Regions from separate parts of the Sus scrofa genome. Here regions 1 and 3 are each linked to region 2. Evidence: chromatin contacts called from public Hi-C data. All regions are on one chromosome and are shown on one strand. The core of a region is the stretch at or near the end of the contact, and the rest is flanking DNA. Distances in the headings are between cores, read along the strand shown. Region 1 overlaps MOXD1 (DBH-like monooxygenase protein 1). Region 2 overlaps ENPP1 (ectonucleotide pyrophosphatase/phosphodiesterase family member 1). Region 3 overlaps LOC106508846 (a long non-coding RNA gene).

Region 1 (3,781 bases), core at 400-2,899, 430 kb before region 2:
TAAATTTTTAAACTTATCAGCTTATCCTGCAACTAAACCGTAAGTTAGAGTTTAGAGTTAAGAGAAGTTAAATTTTTTAAAAAATTGAGATGATGGGAGTTCCTGTTGTGGCTCAGTGGGTTAAGAACCCAACACAGTGTCCATGAGGATGTGGGTTCAATTCCTGACCTTGCTTAGGGGTTAAGGATCTGGCTTTTCACCAAGATGGAATGCATGTCGGACCCAGCATTGCTGTGGCTGTGGCATAGACTGGCAGCTGCAACCCTGATTTGACCCCTATCCTGGGAACTTCCATATGCTGCAGGTGTGGTCCTAAAAAGAAAACAAACAAACAAAAGTTAAGATGATGGAATAGGGCAAAGGCAAAATAACATCTTATTTCAGTGGTAAGAGCTGAAATTTTTTCCATTGAAGTTTATTGTTAGAGATCGAGTCAAAGTTTTAATTTTACACTGTATCTGATAATTCTGTAATTACGGCAAAGTATTGAATTACCTGAAAACTAAAACGAGATGATTCGCTGAGGGAGAAAATTCTGGATGTGTATTTTCAGCAGGTGGCACTTAAAGAACAAAAACAGATTGCTCAGGTGGGCCCCTCGCTGGAACGTAAGCTAACAAGGCTCCTATTTTGTCATTCTGGTTGCTATTGAACAGATCTCTTAATAGACTTAGGGGGTTTCAGTTTTATCTCAAGTGGTTTCTAAAAGGCAAACCACTTCTGTTTTGATATTCCTCTCAAATTTCTAAGATTAGTGAAGAAACAGCTTATTAAAATCAGCTTATACTGAACGCTGAAGATTTTGTTTATACAGTTTGTTTATACAGTTTTATGGTTTTTTAGGATCAAAGATTCTCTTGAACACAAAAATATTTGTTATTATACTATCACTATTATTAAACCATCATAAAACTTATTATAGAAATTAATATAACAAACAGAAATGTTTGAAGTAACAAGGCTTTTGAGATTTAGAAAAAGAAGAAAAACTACAAGCACCTGTTGAAGAAAATGATGACAAATGTAACATTTTTCTCAAGGTTCCCCCTGCAGCTGTGCTTACATTCAATTCCCCAGACTGAACTGGGGTTTATTCATATCTTTTATTACACCCATAAGAGTTTTCACTTCATCCTGTTTAGCATAGCACCAGTCAGACTCTTTTCTGTTGCAGAGATTTTATTCAAGAGAGAGAAAAAGAAAAAAAGAAAAAGACGGACAATGATTGAGAACCAATCTCACATCTGTGTAATCATGTTTTTTTAACAAGAGGTTGTAGCAATCTTGTAGAGATCAAAGCGAGCGTTTTTGGCATGTTATCTTGGTTTGAAAGTGGCAGTCAGTTCCCTGGCTATCATGTGAAATGATAATGCCAACTTTTGCTGATACTGACTGATACTTTACTGTTGCCACACAGTATTTTGAAATGTCAATAATATGCGTCCTCATTTTTTTCAAGGCATAACATGTTCAAAAGGAAAAATATCCTGTGAAAATATGTTTCAGAAGTAAGATACATATGTATTTTACATATATATGTATATACGCTTGTGTGTGTGTGTATGTAGTGTATGGCTGCACACACAGCATATGGAAATTCCTGGCCAAGGATTGAATTTGAGCCTCAGCTGTGACTTACACTGCAGCTGTGGCTATGCCAGATCATTTAACCCACTGCACTGTGGCCCCAGCTGCTGCCATCAGACTCTTAACCCACTGTGCCACAGCAGGAACTCCAGAAGCAGTATTTTTTAAGACATAGCTGCAGATTAGTTTTATTGCCAGAGTCTAATTATCAGTGCAGATTTTTAAGGGTAACAGTTAATATTTTATATTTTAAAAGGATAACAATGTTAATATGTGATTAATATAATAATCTACAATAAAAACAAAAAAGTAATGCCTCAATGACAAATTCATAGTAAAGCTGATCCTAATGCAGATATTTGAGTTAGAATATGATTGAAATCCACATAAAACCATTAACCTAGGGAAATATTACCTCATATTTCACTTTACAGAACATTAAAAATGAGTAGGTAGGTACATAGAAGCATGGCTTTGCATATTAGTTTTCATATGCACATAAAACATCTACATATTTTTATTCTTAAACTCTTTTTTTTTTTTTTTTGTCTTTTTGTCTTTTTCTCAGGCTGCCCCCATAGCATATGGAGGTTCCCAGGCTAGGGGTCCAATCGGAGCTGTAGCCGCCGGCCTACGCCAGAGCCACACCAACGCCAGATCCAAGCCGCATCTGCGACCTACACCACAGCTCACAGCAACGCTGGATCCTTAACCCACTGAGCAAGGCCAGGGTTTGAACCCTCGACCTCCTGGTTCCTAGTTGGATTTGTTAACCACTGCGCCACCAAGGAACTCCTTATTCTTAAACTCTTAAAAAAATCTATAGATTCTTCATTCTTTGAGTACTCTTCAAGCCTGGTGTCTTTAAAAAGTCAATTTTTAATGATAATTGGTGCCTACTTTTATTTATCAATATTTTATGTTACATTTATAATTTTAAGTATATTTAATGTACATATCATATAGCTAGACTTTTATAATAGCTGTTATTTTGTCATCCATGACAAAGGGACAATCCAAGACAGACCATGACAATGAGAGTGCACTGTAATCAGTATTCCTACTTTTATTTTAAAAGTCCTGGAATATCAGGCACTTCAGCAAGATGGCTAAGGAACGGCCTTCACCTTGGATGTACAGCAAAGCCCTATTTGCTAAAAGGGACAGAGTAGGGGAGAGGCGCCATTTGGTTCTAATTCTAAAGGTAAAAATCAAATAGTAAAAATGATCTGGAAAATGTCCTTAAATATCTCATGAGCACTATTCAGAATGGTTTTATGAATGTAAATTTCTAGGTGATGTTATCCAGATTCTTGACTGGTCAATGTTTTATTGTTAATTTCATTCTCCATTTTTTTTTTCCCCAGAGGATAATAATAACAAATAAGTCTTTTGATTAATTATCCTTAAATAACACTTGTCCCTTTGTCAAATTGTCAGGAAACCCTTAAACACAGAATATACTCTTTTTTTTGGTTTAGCCAATCTGCATGACAGATTCTCAAGATTGTTTCCTGCATGACTTGCTTTCTTTCCCTCCTTGCTTTTTCCTCTCCTTCCTTTTTTTGACATCATCAAGACTGATTATAGTCCATGTATTTTCTTAATGCAGGCTGAAGGAAGAAGGAAGGTACTACTGGGGAATAATTTGCTCCCATTAGGTTAAACTGTTCCTGTACCACAAAGATGTGAATATTGGAGGATGGTTCATGGCTTTTTATCTTTTATTTTCAAAAATTATGCCCTTGTTTAGATTTAGCAAAAGGAAAGTCAGGATGCTCCTTCTAAAACCACGCATATTTCATGTGCCTCTGCAACATGCAATTCACTCCATTAGGCACTGAGCATATAAATTAATATTAGAAAACATTCTAAAATAGAGTTTCTCTCAGACCTGTCTTTTTTTTTTTTTTAATTTCTTTAAAATAGGTAGGGAATGCCCTCCTAGTGTAAACGGATTTCAAAGAGTTTGCCTGCCTAAGCTCTTTTTTCTAAATGCTGCTGTCAGTTGCATAAGATTCATGTCCATTTAGGGGCTAAAAGGTCATGACAGTGTTCCCAGATTTCAGGACCAGATGTGTCTGCTTGGCAGATCATGCAGACCCAAACTCATTCTAACATCTGGTTAAACACATTCCACACCAGGTCTTAACCATGTGTAAATATAATTAAGGGCAAGTGGGAAAATAATCGA
Region 2 (4,163 bases), core at 172-2,671:
GGTTCCCAGGCTAGGGGTCGAATCGGAGCTGTAGCCGCCAGCCTACGCCAGAGCCACAGCAACGCGGGATCCGAGCCGCGTCTGCAACCTACACCACAGCTCACGGCAACGCCGGATCGTCAACCCACTGAGCAAGGGCAGGGACCGAACCCGCAACCTCATGGTTCCTAGTCGGATTCGTTAACCATTGCGCCACGACGGGAACTCCCTGAAGGTAAATTTAAAACGATCACATTGGGGTGGAATGAAAGTGACTTTTAAAAATATTGCTTCCTTTTGCTATCCGGTGGGTATAATCCCAATTCTAGAGATTCTTTCATTTCTAGTAGACTAAAACCTATTTTATGCATCTGTGGTTTCTAGCATGGATATGATTTCTAGGAAATATCTTTTTTTTTTCTTCAGTCACTATTAATATGTCATGGAGAGGATAACTGCAAAAATTTCATGTTGAGGAGTTCCCGTCATGGCGCAGTGGTTAACGAATCCGACTAGGAACCATGAGGTTTCGGGTTCGGTCCCTGCCCTTGCTCAGTGGGTTAACGGTCCGGCGTTGCCGTGAGCTGTGGTGTAAGTTACAGACGCGGCTCGGATCCCGCGTTGCTGTGGCTCTGGCGTAGGCCGGTGGCTACAGCTCCGATTCAACCCCTAGCCTGGGAACCTCCATATGCCGTGGGAGCGGCCCAAGAAATAGCAACAATAACAACAACAACAACAACAAAAAGACAAAAGACAAAAAAAAAAAAAAAATTTCATGTTGAAAAAAATCTATGGAAGTTATAAGTTGAAGACTTTCCTCCTGGTTTCAGACCATTTTATTATTTAAAATTATTTTTTTTATGATAGTTGCTTTACATTGTTCTGTCAATTTCCGCTGCACAGCAAAGTGACCCAGTCAGACCATTTTAAATACTAGAAGGATATACATATATGCCTGTTACTTGTTTTTACTTCGAAGTACACTAAATGTAATTGAAATATCAAAAACAAGGATATAAGCCACAGATCAGAAATGGATATTTACTCTGTGAACCTGAAGTGAACTTTGGATCGTTTTTCTTCTGACAACACAGCTGTGGTTAATTGTCTACCACCTCTGCCCTCAGTATCAATCCCTAGAGAAACACCCCCCTTCCCCCTCCCTCACCCTACACACACACACACACACACACACACACACACACACACGCACAGAGGAAAGCAGGCAAGCTTCTATATATACAACTTTTATTTGTCAATCCACATTTCTTAGCTTAGAGACACTTAGTCTACAGAAGGTTTTTTTCCTACCTTACAAATATTTAGACTGGCCAAAAACCAGGGGAAAGGCCATGATAAAGTTTGACTTGGTACTTAGGAAAGCACCCGCACACCAAATTCCTGTGATAGGCTTCAGCGTCAACTGTCATCACATTCAGTTTCAAAGTTCAAACAACAGTTTCAATTGTAGATAAACACGTACCCAGAGATCCAGGCAGGACAGTTACTGCGGCTAATGGCAGAAAAGAGTCAAGGGTTACAGCCTTTCCTGGAGGATTTAGGAGTTCAGCTCCATTCCGGTCTGTCTTATCTCCCAAAACAGGACCAACCGGGCCAACTGGCCTACCTGTCCTCTTCATATCTACTTACCATGCTGGAACCTGAATACTTGCCTTCTTCTCCCTAAGGTTTGCCCTCTTTTCTCTGATTCTTGGAAATATTTAAGTTTCCACCTGATTTTTTTGCTTTGCCATGAATAAACTACCTGGCTAGAAAATGCTGTATAGGAGTTACTTACCTCATTTAAGAAGTTCTGATTGGAGGCATGGCAGCAGCAAAATTAGGGATAAATAAATAAAGGCTTTGCTGTTCATTTGAAAAGGAAAGAATAGCCTTTGTTGAAAAAGTAGGATAAAGACATTTCTGTATTTGATCATATGGATTTACCATTCAAATTGGGAAAGCAGAGACTAGTCACATGTTTTAAGTTGATGAAAGAGGGAAAGAAAGGGTCTCTTTCAAGATGAGAAGAAAAAAAAAATACTGTATAAAAACAACTGTACGAAAGCTAAGTAGGAACAGATGTGGATGTCTTTTCCTTTAAAAAATCATCACAGAATTTATAGTCTGACATTTCTTTTAAGAACAGGGGATTAACAAAAATGAAACCACTGCATATTGCAAGCTGGTCCCAGTGACACTTGCAGAAAATATCAGAAGTAACCACAAATGGAAAAATGCCCAAAATGTATCTCTCCAGTGGAGGCTAGAATGCCCTTTCCTCACCTATTCACCTGAAGAGCTCCAATGCATCCTTCAAGTCCTAGTCCAGTTGTCACCACTTCTGAGAAGCCACTGCTGCTACTGCCAAGCAGCACCCAGTGCCTCCTTTATGATCCCTGGCACCTGGCCCATGGCTCCATTATAACATTTACCATCTTTTAGGGATCATTTACACATCTGCTGCCTCCCCTCTTTCTCTAAGACTATAAGGATGGTAACTTGGTTTTCATGCACTCCTGGTGTCTAGAAAAGGGGAAAGGCATCTATCCATTTAAGATCTGCTAAGATGCTCTACATAGAGGCAACTGTGTCTGCATGTGTTCTGAAGAATATATAAAAATCAATGAGACACTTCTACAAAGAAGTAGATATCCTTCTGCTAAGTGCAGATAAAAAGCATAGTTATTATACATAAGACAAATATAGACAGACTATGAGAGGTGGAGAAAATGCAGACAGGCTAGGGACCTCAAGACCCAAGGAACAACATTGATTTGTTCAACAACTAATGAGTTCCCCTGGATTTTTTTTTTTTTTTTTTTTAGTTCATAGATCTCAGACTTGCTAACAGAGGAAGTCAGCAACCTGGAAATGCCAATGAGTATAAATGAAAAGAGGCCCCAAGAAAGGCCTGCTATCTCTCCAGCCAAAAGGCCAGAAAAGGAGTAGCTTAGCAAGAGAGAAAAAAATAACCATTCCACTCCAGCCAAACACCACAGAAAAGACCATGACTCCAACCATGCAGCAAAGACAGAGGCTTGCCAGGCTGTGAAGAGGTGCCCCAAGTCCTATGCCAGGATGACGTCAGAGAAGGCTGAGTAGAAAGCTGATCATTTTATCCTCACCTGTTGATAATAAAGCCTTCCCTGCCACTCCTGTCCACAGCATCAGTAACAAGGTGCCCTGCACATCCCAGACAGGAAGGCGTCTGGGATGCCTTCCAGTAGGAAACTAAATTCCCTCTGCCCAGTAAAAAGGGTCTCATCTCACCCCAAGTGCCAATGGAGGCTGAGTAAGGAAACTGGACGCTTTCACAGCTGGCAATAATGAGACAGTGCCCCCGATTCCTCTGCCAGGGTGATGACAAGAGAAAGTCATCTAAAACGGAAGGTTTAAATAAGATCTACAGTCTCATACATAATCCCTAAAATATCCAGATTTCAGTGGAAAATCATTCATTACATGAAGATCCAGAAAAATCTTCTTAAATGAAAAAAGACAATAGGTGTCAATGCAAAGACACATGTCAGAATTATCTGACAAAGATTTTATGACAATCATCATAAAAATGCTTCAATAAGCATTTATGAGTATGTTTGAAACATTGAAGCATTTATGAGTATGTTTGAAACATAGAAATTCGCAGCAAGAGATAAAAATTCTCAGCAAAGAAATCAAAGTTATAAAAAAGAACCAAATGGAATTTTTAGAAATAAAAAATATAATAACTGAAATATAAAAATCAATGGATAGCCTCAACATCAGAATGGATTAGGCAGAGGAAAGAATCCATGAACTTGAAGAGAGAACAACAGAAATTAACCAATCTGAACAACAGAGGGGAAAAAAATACTTTAAAATTTTCTAAATCATTAAAAACTTTTCAGATGCAAATTGTATTATCTAAAAGTCTTTGTGGTACCTATGTTATTGAAGGACAAAAATAGATCTTTGGTGTATTAATATAATACTTAAATCAGACCCAAGTAGCCAAAAATGAGCATAGCTTTTGAAAGTCCACAGGTTGGTACTAAAGGGTATGGTATATGAAGTAGAGAAATCAAATTCATTTATCATGACTACTGAGAAGATATAACGTGATGGTAACATACTATATTCAAATCAATGGAACTTCAAAATTAAAAGCTCAGAACAGTATAGCTCTGCTGCTGGTTGGATCG
Region 3 (3,888 bases), core at 440-2,939, 320 kb after region 2:
AAGTGATGAAAAACAAAAGCAGTGGGGGTCAAGGAGCCAGGTGGAGGCCCCAGATTTGGGGGGGGGTCTCAGGGTCAGGGGATGCTTAGGCATGAAGAGGGGAGTCGTGGAAAGCATCCAAGACCACTCTGGGCTGGAGAACACAAGGGAAGAAGGAGAAAATTACGTCCCTGGTTATGGGTCTCATCCAGGTCACATCAGGCTTTCCCGGATCTGTGTCTGAGGTGCGACATCTTCTCTCTGCACCACGGACCTCCCAGGACCCCTCTTCTCCCTCCTGAATGTAAGCAGCCTGACTACAGCTCCTTCAACATCAGAGCCCGGGAGAGGCACCGGTGAAGGGTGCCTGGCCTCCCAGAGCCCAGTGTTCTCTTTCACTCTCATCTCTGACCCTTGCTGGAGGTCTGAGTGTGCTCAGCACACTGCCGTGCCCCCTGTCCTCTCAGGAGTCAGCCAGTCCCTCTTTTCGGTAGCCTAGCGTAACTTCATTAAGCAAGCGCTTGGTTCCAGCCGTGCCCAAGAAGAGCTCCAGCCTGTTCATAACAATGTGATAACAATAGGAGAACATGATTCGTTAGATCCCATATTCCAGGCAGTGAGTTTAACCATGCTCAGCTAGGATCATGGCATCAGGGGCAGGCGAGAGTCTGTCACGTGGCCACGTCTCTGTGGACACATGCTGCTGATGCTAATGGTCTTTTAGTCCCTTGGTGGCCGCTGCCCCGGACCCCTCTGCTTTTAGGCAGCAAGATCCACAAAGCTCTCTCCTACTGCACCACCCCAAGGAATCTTCGGGTCCACGGATCCACTCAGCCACATCTTCTCTAGAAGTGGGAGAAAACCCAAACCTCCCCCATGGTAGCCCTCTTTCTTCTCAGTGCCTCTTGGTGCAAACATTAATGTGTGAATTTCTCCTGATTTTGTTCTTGACATTCGAAGATAAGATTTTCAGACTTCTGAAAATGAAATAATCACATTTCTTGGGACCTTCAAATACTGGGACCTTCAAATACTGGCTCTTGAAATTGAAAATTATGTTTTGAAGATTACCATCTCTCTTTGGGGAGTTCCTGTCATGGCTCAAGGGTTAAGGAACCCAACTAGGAACCATGAGGTTGCGGGCTCGATCCCTGGCCTCTCTTGGTGGGTTAAGGATCCAGTGTTGCCATGAACTGTGGTATAGGTCACAGATGTGGCTCGGATCAACATCACTGTGGTTGTGGTGTAGGCCAGCAGCTGTGGCTCCAATTAGACCCCTAGCCTATATGCCATGAGCGTGACCCTAAAAATCAAAAAATAAAAAATAAAAAAAATCAACATCTCCCTTACCCAGAAGTTCACAAGAATCTCTGTAGAGATCCCAAAGTCAGCCATTCGACTCCTCTCTTACCTTTCCTGTCTTGAGAGTAGTCATGTTCAAAGCCATCTTTGCTGCCACAACAAGAGGAGAAGGGCCACGGACCCTGAGAAATGCTGGCACTGGTTGAGGGCTAACCTGCAGTTCACCACTTCCACTTACCATCCTGGCACACAATGAGGAAGCAAAACATAGAATTCAAAACTTGTTTGCTTTTTTTTTTTAAAGCAGAATAATGAGGATAATAGAAATATTGAGGACAGGCTTAGAGAGAGTGGGTCAAAGATAATTTATTACAGATGAAGTGAGGGCAGATGGTACACTCCTTTTTCTCACTCTCTATATTTAGTCTTGTTTAATCATTAAAGTCATTATCTTTTCATAAAGAGGATTTAGGTCAGAGTTCCTAGTTGTAAGCAAAGAAAGCATACTCTGGCCAATTAGGCTGAGAAAGGAATTTATTAAAAGGATCCCAGGCAGCTTCAGAGAAATGCAGAGAGGGCTGGAAAGCCACTCAAGGCTGTTTCTGGGAACAAGACCTCAAACATGCCCACAGAGGGGGCCTGACAAGGGGGTCCTCACGGTGACTGCTGCCACAGAGCACCAGATGCTACTGTTTGTCCTGATGCCGTCGAGTGGACTTTATCACATCTGCAAACGCCATAGTCACCCATGACGCATCTGCACCGGGAACCACGCAGAAGCCTCACAATCCTGCTGCCACCGAGGTCATCATAAGAGGTATCATGCAGAACTGCCTTCCCCCAGGGCTCACTGCCAGTTCAGCCTGATTGGAGGGACCCAAGAAATATGACAATGCACTTTTGCAAGGGGGATGCTAGGAGTGGGGAGATGTGGGAATCAATTTGCCTGGTCTCAGTATCTACCCTTGTGAGGCTACATAGTTCCTAAACATAATGAGACTATTCAAGAGATGCTGGATTAAAAAACTCAATATATGAAGACTATAAGAGAGACTTTCTATACCCTTAGAAAAGGATAGAAATAACACACTGTGGAGAGATTACCAGGATACATGGTTAGGTACAAAAGCAAGGGAGTACAAAAGTCAATAACAGACCACTCTTTGTGTAGGAAAGGAAGAAATTTTTCTTTTAAGTGCACTGGCAAAAATAAACATAGGAGATTAAAAGGGACATCATTACAAATGGAGCTCCCTTGTGGTGAATCGGGTTAAGGATCCCCCATGGTCACTGCAGCAGTCCGGGTTGCTACTGTGGTGCAGGTTCAGTCCCTGGCCTGAGAATTTCCACACGTCATGAATGTGGCAAAAAAAAAAAAAAAAAAAGACCTATAGTGGTCATGGGTGAGCAAGTTTCACAACAGGTCACTAGCCATCTGCAAGAAAAATTCCCTGCAAGGAGAAACACCGGGGCATGGCTCAAGTAAGGCCAAGGCCATCTACCAGGAAAAGAAGTATCCCATGAAAAACATACTATCAAAAAATACCCAAGTCCCAAGGCATAAGTTATGTAGAAATTTTTTCTTTGTTCTCAGGAAAACTCCAAAAATGAGATCTCAGTCATCTAAATGTTCTAAAGTTACCCCCTCCCTTCCCCTTTTAGGAACCCTAGCCAATTTTATGCTTTAAAAAAAATTATGATCTTTCTTTAGGGGCATGCATCAATTTACTGAAGACAACCTAGAATTACAATGGCCTTATGAAGAATGTTCCAGTTAGACAAGATTGGTTATTTAAAAGGGCATTTGAAAGCAAGTACTCCCAAGTCAGACAGAATGGGATACCTATTTTAACTGGCATGGAGAAAACTCCAAAGGGTTTCAAAATTCCAAAATAACTTATTGAAAGATTTACGGTAAAAGGCTCAGGAAAAATTAAAGATCCAAGAATTATCTGAAACACAAAACTGTAACATTCACAAAACACCTACTGCTTCAACATCTTTACATGAGTATTCATTCTACTAATATTCTGCCTGAATTGTCTTTCCATTTTGAAGAGATGATACAATCTCTTAAAAAGCCCCCCAAGTTAGTGGCCTTACAGACATCCTCATGTTCATCCTGGAAGAAGTTCCCCATTTGAGCCCCAATAGGGTTGATGGGATGCTGGGGTTCTCCCATAACTGCTACCAGTTATTCCCTTAAACAGCCAAGGGAAATCTAAAATAAAAATTAATGGAAAACCTTGACAAATTCCGAGGCATGTGGAAGTTCCCAGGGCAGGGATTGAACCCATGCCACAGCAGTGACCTGTGCTGCCGCAGTGACACCACCAGATTCTTAACCTGCTGCGCCACAAGGGAATTTCCAGAAACACAATTTGGATCAAATTGTTCTTTACAAACTGGTGAGTTTTGCTTTATTGTACTTGTCTCGTGGCTCAAACGCTAAAACAAAAATTCAAAGATCTCTGCATCTCTGCGTGCATGTTTATGTATGTCTATGTATGTATGTGATAGTTATGATATTTTTCTACCTGCAGAGGGTATTGCCAACATTAATTTGTAAGAGAGTTCTATTTAATTGGCTTACAGAAAAATAAGCGC

Evidence for each region. A called contact is a pair of places that touch in the nucleus more often than the background predicts.
Region 1: a Hi-C map of liver shows a contact between it and region 2, with 1.7 times the contacts expected there. The contact joins two enhancer-like sites. A contact is called at or near these places in 2 of 47 Hi-C or Micro-C datasets (embryonic fibroblasts and liver).
Region 3: a contact with region 2 is called in a Hi-C map of liver, with 2.7 times the contacts expected there. The contact joins two enhancer-like sites. A contact is called at or near these places in 3 of 47 Hi-C or Micro-C datasets (liver and skeletal muscle).

Annotation. Positions count from the first base shown.
Region 1 is chr1:31,294,707-31,298,487 of Sscrofa11.1, forward strand. The region is part of intron 2 of MOXD1 (DBH-like monooxygenase protein 1); the gene reads left to right. Among named protein-coding and RNA genes, the nearest start is that of MOXD1, 14 kb to the left of the region's middle. Within about 2 kb of position 1,650, at least 1 of the 83 cell types and tissues checked has an H3K27ac peak or open chromatin away from gene starts, as enhancers often do. A contact at or near this core is called in liver, where this site is marked.
Region 2 is chr1:31,721,505-31,725,667 of Sscrofa11.1, forward strand. ENPP1 (ectonucleotide pyrophosphatase/phosphodiesterase family member 1) reads right to left here. Exons shown (of 25, transcript XM_021087933.1): 25 at 2,786-4,163. Among named protein-coding and RNA genes, the nearest start is that of CTGF, 49 kb to the left of the region's middle. Within about 2 kb of position 1,422, at least 14 of the 83 cell types and tissues checked have an H3K27ac peak or open chromatin away from gene starts, as enhancers often do. A contact at or near this core is called in liver, where this site is marked.
Region 3 is chr1:32,037,527-32,041,414 of Sscrofa11.1, forward strand. It overlaps LOC106508846 (a long non-coding RNA gene), which reads right to left. Exons shown (of 6, transcript XR_001305923.2): 5 at 1,391-1,523; 6 at 1-1,282. Among named protein-coding and RNA genes, the nearest start is that of ARG1, 19 kb to the left of the region's middle. Within about 2 kb of position 1,690, at least 2 of the 83 cell types and tissues checked have an H3K27ac peak or open chromatin away from gene starts, as enhancers often do. A contact at or near this core is called in liver, where this site is marked.